Linked DNA regions of Mus musculus: region 2 is linked to region 1. Evidence: chromatin contacts called from public HiCAR-type data. All regions are on one chromosome and are shown on one strand. Each heading gives the region's core, a stretch centred on a gene start, on an enhancer-like site or on the middle of the called end of the contact. The rest is flanking DNA. Distances are from core to core; before and after follow the strand shown. Region 1 has its middle 25 kb from the start of Tpd52. Region 2 has its middle 21 kb from the start of Gm33169.

Region 1 (3,060 bases), core at 305-2,804:
TTCCAGGAAGTCTTTGTTTTAGACCCAGCTATTGCATAAGGCCAGATCAAACAGAAATGGAGTCACTGGCCTTAAGTGCCATGCAGTCAAACTGAAAAATTAAGGGGGCTGGGTGTCCAAACAGTGCCCATTGGAATGTCTGTTCCATTTTGTTTTTGGGAAATCAAAGTCAATTAGAGTTATGTTTGCTGCTATTTTGTCTTCTGAAAGGTGCACACACCAAATGATCTTTATATGATTTATCCATCCTTACGGAGTTAACGGCAAGTAAAAAGCATGGCACCTAGCATGATGTCAGACGCCAGACATGATGCCAGACGCCGGAAGTGACGGCAGACGCCGGAAGTGACATCCTTGTATCAGTACTTTGAGGTGATGCCAAGTCTCCAGGCAAGCAGCTTTCTGTATAAACAAGAACCCTGTGTCTCAGTTACTTCAAAGCAGAATGCTGCAACTCTGGGGTTTCTGGGGCACCTTCTGAAACATATCTGATTAGCATTAATAGTTTAAAGAAGGAAAAAACAAAATCTTCCCTGTCAACCTGACACACACAAATCTGGACGTATCTGGGAAGTAGGATTGTGAGTTGAGTTGTGGCTATCAAACTTGCCTATAGTCAAGTCTGTGGGTCATTTTCTTAGTGACTGATAGGGGAGATCTCCTAGGTAGGCGGGCTTGGGTGCATAGAGCATGCTGAGTGAGATGATAAACATCACTCCTCCCCCAGTCTCTGCTTCAGTTCCTGCTTCCAGGTTCCTGCCTCGACTTTCCTCAGTGATAAACGTGGAAATGTAAGATAAAATAAACTGTCAGGTGTGGAGGACCACATCTTTAATCCCAGCATTTAGGAGGCAGACACAGAATGTCTGGGAATTCAAGAACCAGCCTGGTCTATAGAATTCCAGGACAGCCAGGACTATGTAGCGACCCTGTCTCGAGAAAAAGGAAGAAAGGGGAGAAAGGGGAGAAAGGGGAGAAAGGGGAGAGAGAGAAAGAGAGAGAGAGTGAGAGAGAGAGAAAGGGAAGGAGGGGAAGGGGAAAGGAAAACCTTTTGTTAGAGAAGCAGGGAAGAGAACAGCCTACCGAAGTTGGATGCACCCTAACATAACTGACAAGGTCACGTGAGCAGAAATAAGCCACAGAAGCACCAAGGCAGGAATACAAACCTTTTATGAAAATAGCCGGGCTGGCAAGATGGCTTAGTGGTTAAGACTGCTCTTCCGAAGGTCCCGAGTTCAAATCCCAGCAACCACATGGTGGCTCACAACCATCCGTAACGAAATCTGATGCCCTCTCCTGGAGTGTCTAAAGACAGCTACAGTGTACTTACATATAATAAATAAATAAATAAATCTTTAAAAAAAAAAGAAAGAAAGAAAATAGCCTTCCTCAACACCATTCTTCAAAAGAATGTTCATCATACTGCAGACCTCAGAGGATGTCAGAGGGTGTCTTAGGAGACAAAAGGCAAGCACAAGCAGGTTCCAGGTTCCCTTTGAACGCAGGAAATCTGATCCTTGAAGGACGGCCAAACAAAGCACCCAGTGTTTCAGGGAAAGGCCTGTGATTAAGAACTTGAACATTGACCTGACAGGGTGTGTGCAGGAGAGGGAGAGAAATGTAGTGAGTGGAGAAAATGACTTTTATTAGCATGGTCTGAAGCTTCTGTTAGCACCTCTACCCCTTGCTGTACACGTACAGCCAACCCAAGAGTAGGAGAAGTGTTTAAGCATGCTGAGGTTTCAGTAAGACACTTAAGGCTGTGAGTTGAAGCAGGAAGGTCCCCCACCAGCTTCGTTTTAAATGCCTGCTCCCAGTCTGTGACTCTATTTTAAAGGGCTGTAGAAACCTTAGAAGGTGACCTTGCTGGCAGAAGTAGGCCATCTGGTTCCTGCCTCACTTCCTCCTCCTGATAGAGGAGCCTGCCTGCCCCTGTCCCTCGGCTCCCCTACAGGAAGGATCAAAATGCTCTGAAACTGTGAGCCTAAGTAAATAAACAAACTTTCTTCATGTAAGTTGACTCTGCCAAGCATTTTGGCCACAGTGGCAGAAAAGTAAACTGATATGCTTAATTAATTGATAAAATATGAAATTTTTAATTTTATTCACTTATATATAAACATAAGACTATATTGTAAATTACATATAAATATATAAATTTTATATATTGCATATAATAAAATACAATGTTATACATAAAATATATTGTATTAATTAATTCTAAAATTAATATTCTTGATTTATTTAAATAAATTTGCATAAATAAAGGTTTTAAAATATGATTTCCTATTAAATGCATTATTGCTATGCTTTCCTATCTGTTTCTATACAACAGATACAGATAACTCATGGTGAAAACGGAAAAGAGGTGAAGAGTAACTTCCTAGAAGCAAGCAGATCAGGAGTTCAAGTCCAGCCAGAGCTATATAATGAATCTGAGGCCAGATTTGACTCTATAAGACATCACCACCTCCACCACCACCGTAACCAGCACTAACACACAAAAAAATACATGAAATGCAACTGCTTTGATTTTCTAATGCCCACAAGGTCAGCCATCCTAACATGGAAGGTGAAAACTGCTCAATGGTAGAACCAGCAGCAAGTTTGCTGTCTCCCTAGGGAAAATCCTTCCTCAGCAGCTGGAGAGACGCACAGAGCCTCCTCTGCACTGGCCCATCCTTTTTGCCCTTTCCCCACTCCTAGGCCTCAGAACTTCTCTCTCCAAAACAGCACCAGCAAAATTTGCTCCACTGGTAACATTAATAGATAACTCAGAATGCCAAGGCCAGATCCCTTAAGATTCGGTTTCTGGACTGGGAGATGCCTGGGTCAGCAAAGGGCGTGCCCTGGCAGTCCGAGGATCTGAGTAAGACCCCCCCCCCCACTCTGATGTAAAAAGCTGGGTGGGCATGCTAGCGCATACATGCTAGCATACATGCTAGCGCATACATGCAACCCCATCTGTGGGAGGTGGAACCAGGCAGATCCCGAGACTCACTGGCCAACCAGCTCAGCCTGTTTGGTGAGCTCCAGGCCAGTGAAAGACATCCCCAAAAC
Region 2 (3,406 bases), core at 490-2,989, 650 kb after region 1:
AACTCAGAGGATTGAGAGTTAGTGTTGGTGTCTGTGCTCTTTCTGTCAGCAGAGGCTGGGTGGATGTCCATGGTCCCTGCTGTCAGTGACTGCTCTGGGCAAGTAGGCTTCTTTCACAGTGCTATCAATGACTGCAGACTCAGCTGAGAATGAGAGACATTGAAGGTTCTGTGTGAGGAGAGTCCTTTAAAACTGTGATAAAGATGCTGAAATGTAGCTCTTCACAGTTGATGGCTTCTGGTGTGGGCTTGGGGGGAGGGGAAGAACTCAGTTTTCTTTAAGGGGCTGGCTACTGGGAGTTTGACCATGCTCCATTGAGTAAATGAACAAAACAAATTGAACTTGGTATATTTGGGGAGGGAGCACAAGGGTGGGAGGGGGAACCTGGGAGGAATGGGAAGTGAGTGTGATCAGAGTGCATTGTATGAAATTCCCCCCCCCCCAAAATATTATGTTGGGGGGCGGGGGAAGAGGCAAGGGTTAGTTTTGGCCACATAGCAAGTTGAAGCCAGCCTGGGCTACAAGAAACATTGTCTCAAAGTAAAATAAAATAAAATGAAAATTTTACTTTGTAATTTTAAATTATTTATGTATCTATGTGTTTGTTTGTTTGTTTTGTGTGTATCGGGCATGAGTGTAGAGGTCAGAAGAGGACTTTCAGGAGCTGGCTTACTCCATCTACAATGTAGCTTGTGCTCCTGTCATAGGCAGACAGCAAGTGCCTTTCCATGCTGAGCCATCTCACAGGCTTCCTATTAGTTATTTTTTCAAAACTTGACAGTCTTTTGCTAAGGACCAGCCTCGGCTTGGACAGGGATTCTAAGAGAAGGGGTGTTTGGGAGAGGCGAAACAAATGACTCAAAGTCAAATCGTGGGTACAAGCTGACAGCTTTGTAGTCTGCTGAAGATGGCTCCCTAGACAGCTCTCTGTAGATAGCTCTGTAATCTGCTCCAGACAGCTCCCTCTTGCTAGAACAATTTCTAAAAACTCTGGATAGCTCATGGGTTTTCCAACCAAAGTCAGGAAAGCTGCTATAAAATATTTGTGGATATTCTAGAAAAAAAAAATCTAAAAGAGCTGTTTCCCCACCAAGCAATTCTTGGGTTTACAACTAAGGTCAGAAATTCTGTTAGAAAAAAAATTCTAAAAGAGCTGTATTCGATCTCCAGAAATCTCTAGACAGCTCAGCTCTTGCTACTATAAAAAAAACAAAAACAAAAAAACAAAAAAAAAAAAAAACAAAACAATAACAACAAAAAACTATCATTCTCTGCTGATTAATCTCTTGCAGACCAAAAGCCCAGTTTTTTTTTTTTTGTTTTTATTTTTGTTTTTGTTTTTGTTTTACATATCAATTCAGTCATTTACAGGTTCCCTGTAGACCACCTCACAAATCAGCATTACAGGACCTAAAAGGGTTTCCTAAGCCCCTTGACTCTTAGGAAAAGGATGATGTATACCCCCTTTTTTTTTTTTTTTTTTTTTTAAATCTTGAAAAAGAATTCAGAGATCTACCTGCCTTTGTTAAGCACAGACCATAAGATAGCTGGGTGTCCTTCCTACTAGCCTGAGCCTAACCTTGCTTTAGCCTCACAGGCTGACCTTGAATTCAGGAATCTGCCTGGCCTAGTAAGCAGAAACAAAAAACTTAGCTGGGTGGGGTCTTGCTTATTGATCACTGTAACCTCCCCTCCCCAGCCTGAAACCTGTTTGCTCAGGTTTCAGTATCAGAGAGCTTGGAGCGGAGCTTGCCGCCCCATCGTCCTGCCACTCCCACTGCCTGCCTTCTAGCTGTTCCAGAGCCATCACGTGGTCACCTGCATCTTTACTCCAAGATGATTTGGCGGGAATCGGGTCCCTTCCCCTGCTTCATAACTGAATGTCGTAATAGTAAAATTGAACCTTGAGCAGAGCCTTGTCTTGGTTCCATTTTTTCTCTCGTGCTGCCTAGCTGTCCCCTCCCCCCTTCTCTTCCAGGTTTCCAAGATGCCTTTCCAGACTAGAACCCAGACATGTGAACCGCTAGCGGGACACAACAGATCACTACTCCCCAAATCTCTTTATCTCCTTCTTTAGCATCTTTCTGACAAACTGGCTCAGTGCACCTGCTTCTGTTCTTTTAGATCTGTGAAGCTCCTTATGTAATTCATATTGCATCCTTATATTTTACATGGTTGAGAAATTACATATTTTAAACACGTGTTTTCAGAGTTCTTTCCCACAGCTTTAAGGGCTGACCTGAAGGTCCCAGTGTTTACCATTTTGCTGAGACACAGCCACATTCTTGCCTCCTGGGCTCATGCTACTTCTAATTATCATGGAGTCATTAGCCTTAGTACAGAGTACATTCCCCAATAACCCTGGCAGGGAGAAAACTTCCAGAAGGAGGAACATGAATTAAAACATATATCTAGCTGGGCGTTGTGGCGCACACCTTTGATCCCAGCATTGGGGAGGCAGATTTCTGAGTTTGAGGCCAGCCTGGTCTACAAAGTAAGGTCCAGGACAGCCAGGGCTATACAGAGAAACCCTGTCTCAAAAAAACCAATATACATATCTATATCTATATAGACTAGATATAGATATAGATATAGATATATAAAACAAACAAGCCTTACACCTACAGCAGCCATCAACACTCATAGAAGCCCATGCCCTGTTGGCTCTGTTCTGGGGACAGTAAGTATGTCACACCATCCCTGCCATGGGTAAGTCTATGGGCAGTATTTCTATTTTTTTAATAGGATATTATTTTTACAAATGTGCTTCTGTATCAATAAATAATCAAAAGGAATACAGAGAGAAGTGAGTCTAAGAAGATGGTAGGCTGTGGAGTCTGGTGCTCTGCTCCATAAAAACAAAGCCGAGGCCAAAGCCTTCATAATAGGATTTAGATCTAGAATTTGGATTTGGAGGGGTGGCTTAATGGTTAAGCTTAAAGGTTAATGGCTGCTCTTCTAGAGGACCCGAGTTCAATCCTAGTATCGATTGTGAGCTCACTGCTATCTATAACTTCAGTTCTCGGGCTACTTGGGGATCTGATATCTCCTTCTGCCCTCAGAAGTCACCAGCTCTGCTCTCAGTGACAGAAATACTTGTAAGCCACACACCCATACACACAGAAAATTTAAAACAGAGTTAACACGAGGCTCACAGTCACAAGGAAATGGGTTGCTTTGGGTTTTTTTCTTTTTTTGTCCCAACCCGCACACCCCAACAGGGGGTGAGACTCAGGGGTCTGTGACTTTCTCTGTGCACCCTGGCTGTCCTGAAATTCACTCTGTAGACCAGGCTGGCCTTGAATTCAGAGATCCACCTGCTTCTGCCTCTAGCGTGCTCTGGTTAAAGGTGGGTGCCATTATCTAGAAAGTGTCTGCTCAAGGAAAACTCTGGAAATTGGGACCA

What was found. HiCAR-type assays count read pairs that join an accessible place to other places.
Region 2: a HiCAR-type map of embryonic stem cells shows a contact between it and region 1, with 2.6 times the contacts expected there. The contact joins two enhancer-like sites. A contact is called at or near these places in 4 of 115 datasets of contacts at active chromatin or transcription factors (embryonic stem cells and microglia).

Annotation. Positions count from the first base shown.
Region 1 is chr3:8,987,192-8,990,251 of GRCm38.p6, forward strand. It overlaps a transcript of Tpd52 not described here. Among named protein-coding and RNA genes, the nearest start is that of Tpd52, 25 kb to the left of the region's middle. Within about 2 kb of position 1,555, at least 59 of the 459 cell types and tissues checked have an H3K27ac peak or open chromatin away from gene starts, as enhancers often do. A contact at or near this core is called in embryonic stem cells, where this site is marked.
Region 2 is chr3:9,640,477-9,643,882 of GRCm38.p6, forward strand. No RefSeq gene overlaps it. Among named protein-coding and RNA genes, the nearest start is that of Gm33169, 21 kb to the right of the region's middle. Within about 2 kb of position 1,740, at least 9 of the 459 cell types and tissues checked have an H3K27ac peak or open chromatin away from gene starts, as enhancers often do. A contact at or near this core is called in embryonic stem cells, where this site is marked.